Linked DNA regions of Pan troglodytes: region 2 is linked to region 1. Evidence: chromatin contacts called from public HiChIP or PLAC-seq data. All regions are on one chromosome and are shown on one strand. The core of a region is the stretch at or near the end of the contact, and the rest is flanking DNA. Distances in the headings are between cores, read along the strand shown. Region 1 holds the start of SLC25A35 (solute carrier family 25 member 35). Region 2 holds the start of CTC1 (CST telomere replication complex component 1).

The links. HiChIP or PLAC-seq counts read pairs in DNA pulled down with a chosen protein or histone mark.
Region 2: a contact with region 1 is called in an H3K4me3 HiChIP or PLAC-seq map of stem cell-derived excitatory neurons, with 6 times the contacts expected there. The contact joins the promoter of CTC1 here to the promoter of SLC25A35 in region 1. A contact is called at or near these places in 1 of 7 Hi-C or Micro-C datasets (stem cell-derived neural progenitor cells) and 1 of 1 datasets of contacts at active chromatin or transcription factors (stem cell-derived excitatory neurons).

The regions. Positions count from the first base shown.
Region 1 is chr19:62,407,933-62,414,939 of NHGRI_mPanTro3-v2.0_pri, reverse strand. It overlaps SLC25A35 (solute carrier family 25 member 35), which reads right to left and starts at 2,609. Exons shown (of 5, transcript XM_009432788.5): 1 at 1,341-2,609. The coding sequence starts at 1,715. It also overlaps the pseudogene LOC134808965.
Region 2 is chr19:62,454,309-62,460,979 of NHGRI_mPanTro3-v2.0_pri, reverse strand. CTC1 (CST telomere replication complex component 1) reads right to left here and starts at 2,186. Exons shown (of 23, transcript XM_024350505.3): 1 at 1,850-2,186. The coding sequence starts at 1,882. PFAS (phosphoribosylformylglycinamidine synthase) reads left to right here and starts at 1,188. Exons shown (of 28, transcript XM_016932440.4): 1 at 1,188-1,299; 2 at 6,586-6,671. The coding sequence starts at 6,665.

The DNA of each region.
Region 1 (7,007 bases), core at 1,360-3,859:
CCAGTCTCTTTTGCTCTTGGGAGCACTAAGCAGGGCCTAGTCCTAGCAATAAACAGCTGTGACCTTGAGTGGGTCACTTCCCCTTTCTGGGCCTCAGGCTCTTGACCCTTCACCTATACCAGATAACTCAAAGGGGCAGATGTTGAGATTGTTAATTCTGTGATGCCCAGGGTCTTCCTGATCCCTAGACTCTCTGACGTATGTTAAATTCCTTATCCTCCCCTTCACAAATCCAACCTCAATATCAACACATAATAATAAAAGCAAATGCTACCAAATGCTTACTGTCTGCCAGGATTCGCACTAATGCTTTCATGTCTACCGCATTTGTCTCCCTCGATCCTCCCAATGATCACACAGAAAGGGCACTATAATTATCACCATTTTACAGATGTGGCAACTGAAGCTCAACAACTAGTAATTTTCTTTCTTTCTTTTTTTTTTTTGAGACGGAGTCTCTCTCTGTGGCCCAGGCTGGAGTGCAGTGGCCGGATCTCAGCTCACTGCAAGCTCCGCCTCCTGGGTTTAGGCCATTCTCCTGCCTCAGCCTCCGGAGTAGCTGGGACTGCAGGCGCCCACCACCACGCCCGGCTAATTTTTTGTATTTTTAGTAGAGACGGGGTTTCACTGTGTTAGCCAGGATGGTCTCCATCTCCTGACCTCGTGATCCGCCCGCCTCGGCCTCCCAAAGTGCTGGGATTACTGGCGTGAGCCACCGCGCCCGGCCAACAACTAGTAATTTTCAAAGCCAGGATTTTAGTTCCAGAAAGTCTGATTCCAAAGCCCATAATCTTTTTTTTTTTTTTTTTTTTTTTTTTTTTTTTTTTTTTTTTTTTTTTGTGAGACGGAGCCTTGCTCTGTGGCCCAGGCTGGAGTGCAGTGACTGGATCTCGGCTCACTGCAAGTTCCGCCTCCCGGGTTCATGCCATTCTCCTGCCTCAGCCTCCCGAGTAGCTGGGACTACAGGCGCCCACCACCGCACCCGGCTAATTTTTTGTATTTTTAGTAGAGATGGGGTTTCACTGTGTTAGCCAGGATGGTCTCCATCTCCTGACGTCGTGATCCGCCCGCCTTGGCCTCCCAAAGTGCTGGGATTACAGGTGTGAACCACTGCACCCGGCCCCAAAGCCCATAATCTTAATCAATACATTCAATCGTGTCCATCAGACGGGTGTGTATAGGGCAGATCAGAAGACTCCGAAGCCTACCAGCACTTTCCTGATGCCTTTCCCTGCTTGCAGTGGGGCAGCACCCTGCCACCTATGCCCTTAGGAAAGACCAGCTCCTATCCTACAACGAGGATCTGCCCTGAAGGTCCCAGGCAAGAGCCCTCTTCTTACCATGTAGATGGGGCTCCCCAAGTAGGCTCCCATGACCCCAGCCATGGCCCCAGCTGCTGCGCTGCGGGCAGGACTGTGGGTGCCTTCGGCTGTGTGCAGGTAGCCCCCAGCCTCAGCCAGCCCATAGGTGCCCAGTCGGATGCCATTCATCAGGAACTGGTACAAGAGGGCGGGGGCCAGGCCTTTCTGCAGGGCAGCAAGGCCATCCACCTTGCCGATGGTGATGAAGGCATGGAAGACATTTCGGTAGTGCCGCTGGTATGTGCCAGGGGCCTGCAGTTCTCCTTGCAACTGCATCCTGGTCTTCACCACCTCCAGGGGATTGGTGAATACACAGGCCCCGCAGGCTGCCAGGCCACTCATCAAGAAGTCCATGGTGCGATAGCTGTAGCAGGAACTGACCCAAGAGTAAGAAAGTAAAAATGGGTGTCAGAAAGCGGGGTTGGAAGACAGGGGGAAGGCCTGTTTCAGCAGTACAGGTTGCAGAAGATAAGAATTTAGATTTGCAGTCAAGGGTGTCAGGGTCAAATGTCAAGTGGTCAAACGTCAGCTGGAATTTGGGAGTCAAGAGCTGGCAAGCAGGGAAGAGATAGAAATCTAGGAGATTCTGGTGAGAAGCTTATGGCAGGACCCTCTGAGGTCAAGGAGGGGCAAAAGACAGAAGGTTGCAGGTGGGATGGCTCAGGATGGCGGGCGACGGGAGCACGGGAGTAGAGGAGGGAATCGCGGGGTTGGGAGATGGAAGCCAGGGAGGCAGGAAGAAGAAAGCCAGCAAGTGAGAGAAGAAAAGGATCCGGGAGAAGAGCCGGTGATTTCCTCGAGCCAGCAACGAGATCTGGATCCGAGAAAGAAGTCAGGACTCTGGCCAGGAATGAGCGTCCCTGAGCGTCCTCAGGCAGCCACCGGAGATCGCAGCAGCTTCAACCCCGGGTAGCCTGCGGAGGCCGGGCCGCCACACTCCTGCCACTGGAGCGCGGGGCCAATGGGGAGCCTTCGAGAGCCACGAACGAGGCCCTCAGCCAATCAGCGCCGAGCCGGCTCCGCGGCCAATGGGAGGAGCTCTCCGCGCTCCTGTCCCCGGAATCACCCGGAGGCGGTTGGAATTAACTGTCCAGGCTCCGCCACCAGCGCTCGGCCGCCGACTCCGGCTCCGGAAGGGAGGCCCGGGACGCGGCGGTTTTGTTATTGGCAGGGAAGAGACCTGGGTTCCCGATCGAACACAGAGGCCGAGCGCAGCAGTCCCCCACTGGGGCGCTGGGACCGCCCCTCGGGTGGGCGGACGGCTCCCTTCTTTAGCTTCCTACCCCGGGTTGTGACCGGGTGGGGTCACATAAGTTCAGGTCCACGCCCTGCTCGGTGCCGGCGCCAGGAGAGCCAGGAAGACGCGGCCCGGCTTGCGGGGGGTAGAGGGACACACCTGCGCTGCGGGACCAGTCTCCTGAGGCTGCACGGGTTGGTGCTTGGTTAATTAAATCCTTAGTCCTTAGGCTCTTTATTTTTATTTTTATTTTTTTTGAGACAGAGTCTCGCTCTGTCGCCCAGGTTGGAGTGCAGTGGCGCGATCTTAGCTCACTGAGAGCTCCGCCTCCCGGGTTCACGCCATTCTCCTGCCTCAGCCTCCCAAGTAGCTGGGACTACAGGTGCCCGCCACCACGCCCGGCTTATTTTTTGTATTTTTAGCAGAGACCACCGTGTTAGCCAGGATGGTCTCCATCTCCTGACCTCGTGATCCACCCACCTCAGCCTCCCAAAGTGCTGGGATTACAGGCGTGAGCCACCATCCCCGGCCTGGAGTTCTTTCATATCAGATATTTGTCTCTACTCCTCCATTATTTATTCAACCATTTATTTAATCAGTATGGACTCATGGACATTTATACTTTGGGTTATAATCCAATATACTTCATATTTATTTTCTAGCTAATTTCGTTCTAGCTTTGGCCTTTGAGAGCGTTTCCGTTGGCTCCTGTGTCTCTTTAGCATACCCCCATCCATTTTTTTTGCACACAAAGGTTTTTAGTTTATAAATCTTGTGAAAAATCCACAGTGGCCACAGATGTTATTGTGGCATCTTTACTCCTTTGGCTTTTTGCCACACCAACACTGTCCTTTGCAGTCCCCCTTTCTTCATTCTGGTCTTGTGTTCCTTTCATTGCTTTCTTGAGTTCTTTTTCTTCTCATCCAGGCCATGTCTTGGAAGTCAGCATTTGGGTTTATTTTTCTTTGCATAATCCAGTGAATCATAAATCATGCCAAAGCCAGTTGTCTTGCCACCACCAAAATGAGTTCTGAATCCAAATACAAAGATGAGGCCAGGCGTGGTGGCTCACGCCTGTAATCCCAGCACTTTGGGAGGCAGAGGCAGACAGATCACATGAGGTCAGGAGTTTGAGACCAGCCTGGCCAACATTGTGAAACCCTGTCTCTGCTAAAACTACAAAAATTAGCCGGGTGTGGTGGCAGGCACCTGTAATCCCAGCTACTCGGGAGGCTGAGGCAGGAGAATCACTTGAACCCAGGAGGCAGAGGTTGCAGTGAGCCGAGATTGCGCCACTACACTCCAGCCTGAGTGACAGACGGAGACTCCATCTCATAAAGACAAACAAAAACAAACAAAGATGATGACATCTAGTGTAGTCTCATACATTTTGGCTAGTTTTTCCTGAATTTCTGTCTTAGGTACTGTTGTCTTCCCAGGGTGAAGGACCTCAATAACCATTTGTTCCTCCTGAAGTATGTAGTCAGTTGATCATGAACTTCCTAGTTCAGATGGTTACTAAGTCATTCATGATGGCGGTCAATCCTCAGCCAGGGAGAAAAATAAGAGTCCCATCAGTGTTGTTGTCATCGTTGTTATTTTAATTAAAACCTTGTTTTTATTTAGTGTCACCTTACTTTCTGGTACTATAAAATGCTCCAGGCTCATTTTGTGTATTTCCTGCCACAGTCCTGCAATCAGCCATTTCTCCAAGGACCCCTATTTTCTTTTATTGGCAAATGGTTTTAGAATCCAAGATCTGGGCCCTAGGTGTGCTTGTTGCTTTTGAGGTATCATTGCTTCTGGACCCTCACATCTGAGAAAGCAAGGAAATATATGTGTGTATACTAACCCACGTATATACACAAACATGTATTTCCATATATAACCATCCATATCTATATTAAGCTAAGCATGAATTCATACTGATGTCTCCAACTTTAATCCATTACTACATGGATCATTCTAGCCACCTCCCCTGTTTATCTAAACTCCCACCCCAACTGTGAGAAACCTGGCTTCCATAATTTGCCATCTATTTACTTAATTGTTTATTCCAGGACACGTGTATAAGAGTATCAGAATTGTTTTGTTTTTCTTTTTAAATTTATTATTATTATTATTATTATTTGAGATGGAGTTTTGTTCTTGTTGCCCATGCTAGAGTGCAATGTTGCAATATCAGTTCACTGCAACCTTCACCTCTCAGGTTCAAGTGATTCTCCTGCCTCAGCCTCCTGAGTAGCTGGGATTACAGGCATGAACCACCACACCTGGCTAATTTGTTTTTGTATTTTTAGTAGAAACGGGGTTTCACCATGTTAGCCAGGCTGGTCTCGAACTCCTGACCTCAGGTGATCCTCCCGCCTTGGCCTCCCAAAGTGCTGGGATTACAGGCATGAGCCACTGCACCCGGCCTAAACTTTTTCTTCTTTCTTTCTTTTTTTTTTGAGATGGAGTTTTGCTGTTGTCGCCCAGGCTGGAGCACAATGGCATGATCTTGGCATACTGCAACCTCTGCCTCCCGGGTTCAAGCGATTCTCCTACCTCAGCCTCCCAAGTAGCTGAGATTACAGGCATGCGCCACCACGCCTGGCTAATTTTGTATTTTTAGTAGAAACAGGGTTTCTCCATGTTGGTCAGGCTGGTTTGCGAACTCCTGACCTCAGGTGATCCACCTGCCTCGGCCTCCCAAAGTGCTAGGATTACAGGGGTGAGCCACCACACCCAGCCTAAAATTTTTCTTTATTTGTGCCAGGCACAGTAGCTCATGCCTGTAATCCCAGCAGTTCGGGAGGCTGAGGCAGGTGGATCACCTGAGGTCAGGAGTTCAAGACGATCCTGGGCACCATGGCAAAACCCCGTCTCTACTAAAAATACAGAAATTAGGTGGGTGTGGTGGCACGCACCTGTAGTCCCACCTACTTGGGAGGCTGAGGCACGAGAATTACTTGAACCTGGGAGGCGGAGGTTGCTGTGAGCCAAGATCGCGTCGTTGCACTCCAGCCTAGGTTACAGAGCAAGATTCCGTTTCAATAAAATAAAATAAAATATTTCTTTATTTGTAATCATAATGTCTCAAAAGAGAATTGTTAACACATACCCCTGTGGAGAACAATCTTATAAACTAGGGTACAGTGCTTATGTGTAGTTCCATTTGCCTTTGATCTTACAGACTCGACCCATTTCCAAAATTACTCAGGTCAGCACCTTTCCCCCCAGCTCCCTTCAGAAAAGTTATTTCATACATTAGTAGTATCATTAAATTCTTTTGCCACAATCTGCCTTCCATATTGGGTTCCCTGACCTCCTAATTTTTTTTTTAATTAAAAATATCAGGAGTCTGGGCATGGTGGCTCACACCTGTAATCCCAGCACTTTGGGAGGCCAAGGCAGGCAGATCACCTGAGGTCGGGGGTGTGAGACCAGCCTGACCAATGTGGGGAAACTTCTTCTCTACTAAAAAAAATACAAAATTAGCTGGGCGTGGTGGCGCATGCCTGTAATCCCAGCTACTCGGGAGGCTGAGGCAGGAGAATCACTTGAACCCCGGAAGTGGAGGTTGCAGTGAGCAGGAGATTGCGCCATTGCACTCCAGCCTGGGCAACAAGAGTTAAACTCCGTCTCAAAATTACATCTATCTATCTATCTATCTATCTATCTATCTATCTATCTATATATCAGGGCTGGGCATGGTGGCTCACGCCTGTAATCCCAGCACTTTGGGAGGCTGAGGTCAGCGGATCACAAGGTCGAGAGATCGAGACCATCCTGGCCAACATGGTGAACCCTCATCTCTACTAAAAAAAAAAAACAAAAACAAAAATTGGCCGGGTGTGGTGGCTCATGCCTGTAATCCCAGCACTTTGGGAGGCCGAGGCGGGCGGATCACCAGGTCAGGAGGTCAAGACCATCCTGGCTAACACAATGAAACCCCATCTCTACTAAAAATACAAAAAATTAGCCGGGCGTGGTGGCGGGCGCCTGTAGTCCCAGCTACTAGGGAGGCTGAGGCAGGAAAATGGCGTGAACCCGGGAGGCGGAGCTTGCAGTGAGCCGAGATCGCGCCACTGCACTCCAGCCTGGGCGACAGAGTGAGACTCTGTCTCAAAAAAAAAAAAAAAAAAAAAAATTGAGGCCGGATGCAGTGGCTCATGCTTGTAATCCCAGCACTTTGGGAGGCCCAGGTGGGTGGATAACCTAAGGCCAGGAGTTCGAGACCAGCCTGGTCAACCTGGTGAAACCCCGTTTCTACTAAAAATACAAAAATTAGCTGGGTGTGGTGGCGGGCACCTGTAATCCCAGCTACTTGGGAGGCTGAAGCAGGAGAATCACTTCAACCCAGGAGGCGGAGTTTGCAGCGAGCCGAGATCGCACCACTGCACTCCAGCTGGGCAACAGAGCTAGAC
Region 2 (6,671 bases), core at 937-3,436, 46 kb before region 1:
GTTGAGGCTGCAGTGAGCCATGATGGTGCCACTGCACTCTAGCCTGGGTGACAGAGTAAGACCTTGTTTCAAAAAAAAAAAAAAAAAAAAAAAGGAGGGGGGAAGATCCAGATTAATACAGGCTGAAGTTTAAGAACACAATATGCTTTCCCACAATTATCTCAACCACTGCATGGGTTTAACAGCCATGGCCAGATGATGATTGTTCCTGTATGTCTACTTTAGCTGAGATCTCATTCCTGAGCTTTAGTCCTATCCATCTGCCAGACTCTCCATGGCCAATCCACAGGCAGCACACATGCCCAACACTGAACTTTCCACAAAACCCTCTCCTTTTCTAGAACTCTTCTAGTGTTATGTTCACTAACTTAGCAAATAGTACCCTTAACCAAACAGTTGTTCTATCCTGAAACCTAGATGTCCTCCTTAGCTCCTTCCTTTCCCTACATAGGTCCCAGTCCTGGCTGGGTGCGGTGGCTCACGCCTGTAAACCCAGCAGTTTCGGAGGCCAAGGCGGGCAGATCACGACGTCAGGAGATCGAGACCATCCTGGCTAACATGGTGAAACCCCGTCTGTACTTAAAAAAAAGAAAAAAATACAAAAATGAGCTGGACATGGCGGCGCGTGCCTGTATGCCTGTAATTCCAGCTACTCGGGAGGCTGAGACAGAAGAATCGCTTGAACCTGGGAGGCAGAGGTTGCAGGGAGCCGAGATCGCGTCACTGCACTCCAGCCTGGTGACAAAGCTAGACTCCGTCTCAAAACACACACACACACACACACACACACACACGCACACACACACACACAAACCAATCCTTTAGATTGTATTTTCTTAACATCTTATTTATTTATTTGAGATGGAGTCTGGCTCTGTCGTCCAAGCTAGAGTGCAGTGGCGCGATCTCGGCTCACTGCAACCTCCACTTCCCTGGTTCCCTGCTCAGCTTCCTGAGCAGCTGGGACTACCGGCGTGTGCCACCACACCCAATTACCCTCATGTTAAAGTCGCTGCTTAGCAAGAGGTACAAAACTGTCAGCTCTGACCCCTCCACCACCACCCAACTGAACTTTTGAGTTTTTCAGACACCTGCTCTATCCTCCTGCCTTTGAATATGTGTTTGCTTCCGTCCTGAAACCCCTTCCGGCGCTTTTTTTTTTTTTTTTTTTTTTTTGACAGAGTCTCGCTCTGTTGCCCAGGCTGGAGTGCGGTGGCACAATCTCAGCTCACTGCAGCCTCCGTCTACCCGGTTCAAGCGATTCTCCTGCCTCAACCTTCTGAGTAGCTGGAATTACAGGTGAGCGCCACCACGCCCGGCTAATTTTTGTATTTTTAGTAGAGATGGGGTTTCACCATGTTGGTCAGGCTGGTCTCGAACTCCTGACCTCAAGTAATCCGCCCGCCTCCGCCTCCCACAGTGCTGGATTACAAGCGTGAGCCACCACACCCGGCCCCTTTCGGCGCTTTTTGCCTTCTACACGCACTTCGGGTCTCAGACGCTTTTACTTATTATGGTTGCCCTTTTCCCCTACAGCTCCGTCAAGGGTCTTCTCCAGGAACCCACAGCCCCATAGTTCCCCCATTAACCTGCTCCTGGTTTCCCACCAGGCTTAAACCCTAGAGAGTGAACGGAGACCAGTTTAAGGCTCACAGCGGGCGCCGCGTGAATGAGGGAATAAACATTCGCAGAACCAGTAAGAGGTAGGAGCGGACCGACTCACAACCCCCTCACCCATGGGCCGGACGCGGCCAGCGAGCCCAAAAGACAAGGCAGAGGAAATAGGAAGAGAAAGAATATCTGTGACAAACAAGAAAAAAGGAACAAGAGACGTAATAGCAGCACTCACGGAGGAAGGGACCTGGGCCCGGCCAGCCGCCATGATGCGCCGGAGCTCCGCCCCCGGGAGGGGCAGGTGCTCGCTTGGGGGTGGGGATGGGGGGGGCGCTCGGTGACGTCACCGGTGAGCGGGTTTCCTCGCCACCTCCAGCTCCTTCTCGCTGCTCACCCCCTCGCTTCCTAGAGACTCCGCGAGGCGCCTCAGTGCACCATCCCAACTCCCGACACCCCTGTCTCTTTTCTCTGATTTTTTTTTTTTTTAAGACGAAGCCTGGCTCTGTCGCCCAGGCTGGAGTGCAGTGGCGCGATCTCGGCTCACTGCAACCCCCGCCTCCCAGGTTCAAGGGATTTTCCGGCCTCAGCCTCCTGAGTAGCTAGGATTACAGGCACCTGCCACCACCACGCCCGGCTAATTTTTGTTTTTGGTTTTTTTTTTTTTTTTTGTATTTTTAGTAGAGACGGGGTTTCACCATGTGGCCAGGCTGGTCTCAAACTCCTGACCTCAGGTGATCCACCTGCCTCAGCCTCCCAAAGTGCTGGGATTACAGGCGTGAAACACAGCCCCTGGCCCTCTCTGATTGTTTTGAGACGAGGTCTCGCTCTATCGCCCAGGCTGGAGTGCAGCGGCGCCATCTCGGTTCACTGCAGCCTCGACCTCCCGGGCTCAAGCGATCCTCCCACCTCAGCCCACCAAGTAGCTGGGATCGCAGGCGTGCACAGCCACACCCGGCTAATTTTTGTATTTTTCTGTAGCGACATGGTTTCGCCATGTTGCCCAGACTGGTCTCGAACTCCTGGGCTCAAGCGATCTGCCCGCCTCGGGCTCCCAAAGTGCTCGGATTACAGGCGGAAGCCACCGCGCCCAGCCTCCGTCTCCCTTCTAAGTGACATCCTGTCCGGCATCCCGCAGGCCTTCAGATGGATGGGGTAGGAGAGCTCAGGAACTCAAACACAGCCCGCCTGGTGGATGACTTCTAAGCATCCTTTAGTCTCCCTGATCTTGCCAAGCAGAGAAGGGCTTCCTCGTAATGCCACCATAGCACAACTTTCACATGCTTGCTTTATGGCCTTAACTAACTGATGTCATTACTTAACTGTCCCCGCGGGGACGGGGAACTGAATGTATTTTCACAAACGTCAATTCAAGACAGATTTGTGGGAGAAACCACCTGGGGATAAACCTCTCCCCACCAAGAACCTAGAATTCGGCCGGGTGGCTGGGGAAAAGTGGGCGGGGCGTAGTCGCCCCGGCGCTGGCAGGTCCAGTCTCTGCCCGCGGCGCACGCGGATGACGTAACAAACGCGCGCGACGATTCGAGGTGCTCTGTGGCCGCGAGTGCATCTTCCACGTGAGTATAGTTACCGCGTGCGGACCTGGATCCTCCTCCAGGTGCAGCGTTTCGTCATCTAGCCCAAGCCTGGTCTGGCGGCTTCAGTATCCCCACCGGGCCGAGCTGTGTCTACTTGGTGCCCGCGTATTTGCTTTAGTGGAGGCGTCCATTCGTCCTATCTTGCGTGCGTTCCGCAGACCCCAGGCATGGCCGACCCCCATGTAAACTTAGCCCCATTGTCCCATTCATGGATTCAACTAACAGAAAGACTGCCGGCCGCCTACTTTATATCAGGCACCATGCTGGTCATGGAATACAGCCCTCATGCACGCAAACCCTGTCTCTGAGCTCTTGAAGCTTATATTTTACTGGGAATGATAGACGGAAATCAAGTGGCTTAATAAACAAAATGCCTTCAGGAAGACTGTCCTGAAAGTTGGGGAGGGGCTGAAGAGTGGTGAGAATCAAGAGTTCATTAAGTCAGTCCACAAGTTTTAGAATTTTTTTGCGTTTCAAGCCCTGGTATTGTTCTAAGCCTTGGTAATTCAATGGAAACGAAGCAGCAACATCCCATGCCCACGTAGAGATTTTTTTCTAGTGGGGAATATAGAGCGAAAAATAAAAACATCCAATAGTGATAAGCGCTTTATAGGAAATTAAAATAGGGCCGGCCATCTGATAGTAACTACTTGAGTGGCTAGTGAAGCCTTTTCCACGAAGGCGAATCACCAGAAATCTAAATAACAAGAAAGAGCTAGCCATGCATATGTCAGGGTGAAAAAAATGCCTTCCAGGACCGAGCTTGGCAAGTTAGAGAAATAAAAAAGAAGCTAATGTGTGGTTGGTGCATTGTGGGTGAAAAAGAGAATGGTGTGAGTTAGGGTTGGAAAGGTAGGCCAGAGAGTGGCCAGACTTGGTAAACCAGGATGCTGAGTTGGAATTTATACCATGTGTAATGGGAAGCCATAATCCACTTTATGCTGATGTGTGACAAATGAATTGTGGTTATGCAGTGGTCAGGAGGTTAATGCATTGGTCCAGGTGAGTGATGGTGGTGGCTTACTTGAACTAGAGTGAGGTAGTAGAGATGAAGAGATGAGAGATTTGAGACACGATTGGAAATAGATTTCCTGGTGGATTGGATTTAGAGAGTCTGAGGGAAAGAGAATTAAGGATGACTTCTGTGTTTTTGTCTTGAGCAACAAATTGGATGATGGTAGTGTTTACTGAGTGGCAAGACTAGGGGAACAGCAGAGTTTGGTGAGTAAAGCCAGGGTCCCGCTGAGAGGCAGTGGGACCAGAAATTGGATAGGTAGTTTGGGATAGATGGGGAGGGCCTTTGAATGTTAGGCTAAAAGTATTAACTGTAATAGTTCTGTTGCCTGATGCACACTGGAGGTCAATACACCAAGACACCAGGTTGCAGCAGAGAAAGAGGTTTAATCATAGGGCTGCTGAACAAGGAGACAGGAGGAAACCTCAAATCCATCTCCCGGAGTACTTTGGGGCTAGGGTTTTTAAAAAAGGGTTTGGAGTAGGATTAGGATGAAGTGTGAAAATCATTGATTGAAGAGTGCAGGGTGAGGTCATGAAACAGGGAGATGAAGAAACTGATTCTCATGCTCACTTGGTTCCACTGTGGGAGTCTTTTTTTTTTTCTTTTTTTTAATTTGAAAGATGAGGTCTGCCTGGCGCAGTGGCTCACGCCTGTAATCCCAGCACTTTGGGAGGCTGAGGTGGGTGGATCATGAGTTCAAGAGATTAGACCATCCTGGCCAACATGGTGAAATCCCATCTCTACTAAAAATACAAAAATTAGCTGGGCATGGTGGTGTGCACCTGTAGTCTCAGCTACTCGGGAGACCGAGGCAGGAGAATCGCGTAAACCCGGAAGGCAGAGGTTGCAGTGAGCCAAGATCGTGCCACTGCACTCCAGCCTGGCGACAGAGTGAGACCCCATCTCAAAAAAAGAAAAAAAAAAAGAAAAAGACGGGGTCTTGCTCTGTCACCCAGGCTGGAGTGCAGTGGCACAATCGTAGCTCACTGCAGCCTCAAACTCATGGGCTCAAGCGATCCTCTTGCCTCAGCCTCTTGAGTAGCTGGGACCACAGGTACATGCCACCATGCCCCACTAATTTTTAATTTTTTTTTTATAAAGACAGGGTCTTACCATGTTGCCCAGGGCTGGTCTCAAACTCCTGGGCTCAAGCAGTCCACTGCTTTGGCCTCCCAAAGTGCTGGGATTACAGGCATTGGGATTATAGGCGTGAGCCACTGCTCCTGGCTTCTGTGGGAGTCTTTGAGCTGGTGGAGTCAGCTGTTCTGCTGGAATTCAGGATCCGCTTAAGCAATTCTTTTTTTTTTTTTCTTTTTTTGAGTCAGAGTCTTACTCTGTCACCCAGGCTGGAGTGCAATGGCTCAATCTTGGCTCACTGCAACCTCTGCTTCCCAGGTTCCAGCGATTCTCCTGCCTCAGCCTCCCGAGTAGCTGGGACTACAGGTGCTTGCCACCACGCCTGGCTAATTTTTTGTATTTTTAATAGAGACAGGGTTTCACCATGTTGGCCAGGTTGGTCTTGAACTCCTGACCTCAAGTGATCTACCCCTCTTGGCCTCCTAAAGTGCTAGGATTACAGATGTGAACCACCATGCCCAGTCCTGCTTAAGCAATTCTTTTTTTTTGTTTTAATAATTTATGGGTCGGAATGGTGGCGCACGCCTGTAATCCCAACACTTTTGGAGTCCGAGGCGGGCAGATCACTTGAGGTCAGGAGTTGGAGACCAGCCTGGAGAACATGGGGAAACCCCATCTCTACTAATAATACAAAAATTAGCTGGGCGTGGTGGCGCATGCCTGTAATCTCAGCTACTTGGGAGGCTGAGGCAGGAGAATTGCTTGAACCCAGGAGGCAGAAGTTGCAGAGAGCCCAGATTGCGCCACTGCACTCCAGCCTGGGTGACAGAGTGAATCCATCTCAAAAAAAAAGAAAAAGAAAATAAATAAATAAATAAATAAATAATTTATGACATGATATCATCAAGCAATAAATTCTTAAACAAAAGCTTTGTGATCAGAGATCCTTTTTCGTTTGTTTGTTTTTGTTTGTTTTGAGACAGAGTTTCGCTCTTGTTGCCCAGGCTGGAGTGCAATGGCGCGATCTCGGCTCACTGCAACCTCTGCCTCCCGGGTTCGAGCAGTTCTCCTCCTGCCTCAGCCTCCCTAGTAACTGTGATTACAGGCGCCCGCCACCACACCCAGCTAATTTTATATTTTTAGTAGAGACAGGGTTTCACTATGTTGGCCGGGCTGATCTCCAACTCCTGACCTCAGGCAATCCACCTGCCTCAGTCTCCCAAAGTGCTGGGATTACAGATGTGAGCCACCACGCCCGGCTTAGTTAATGTTATTTTTTAGGAATCTAATTCATCTCTCCAGCAAAGGACACATCTCTCCAGCAAAGGACACCTCTCTCCAGCAAAGGACACCTGCAGAGATGTCCC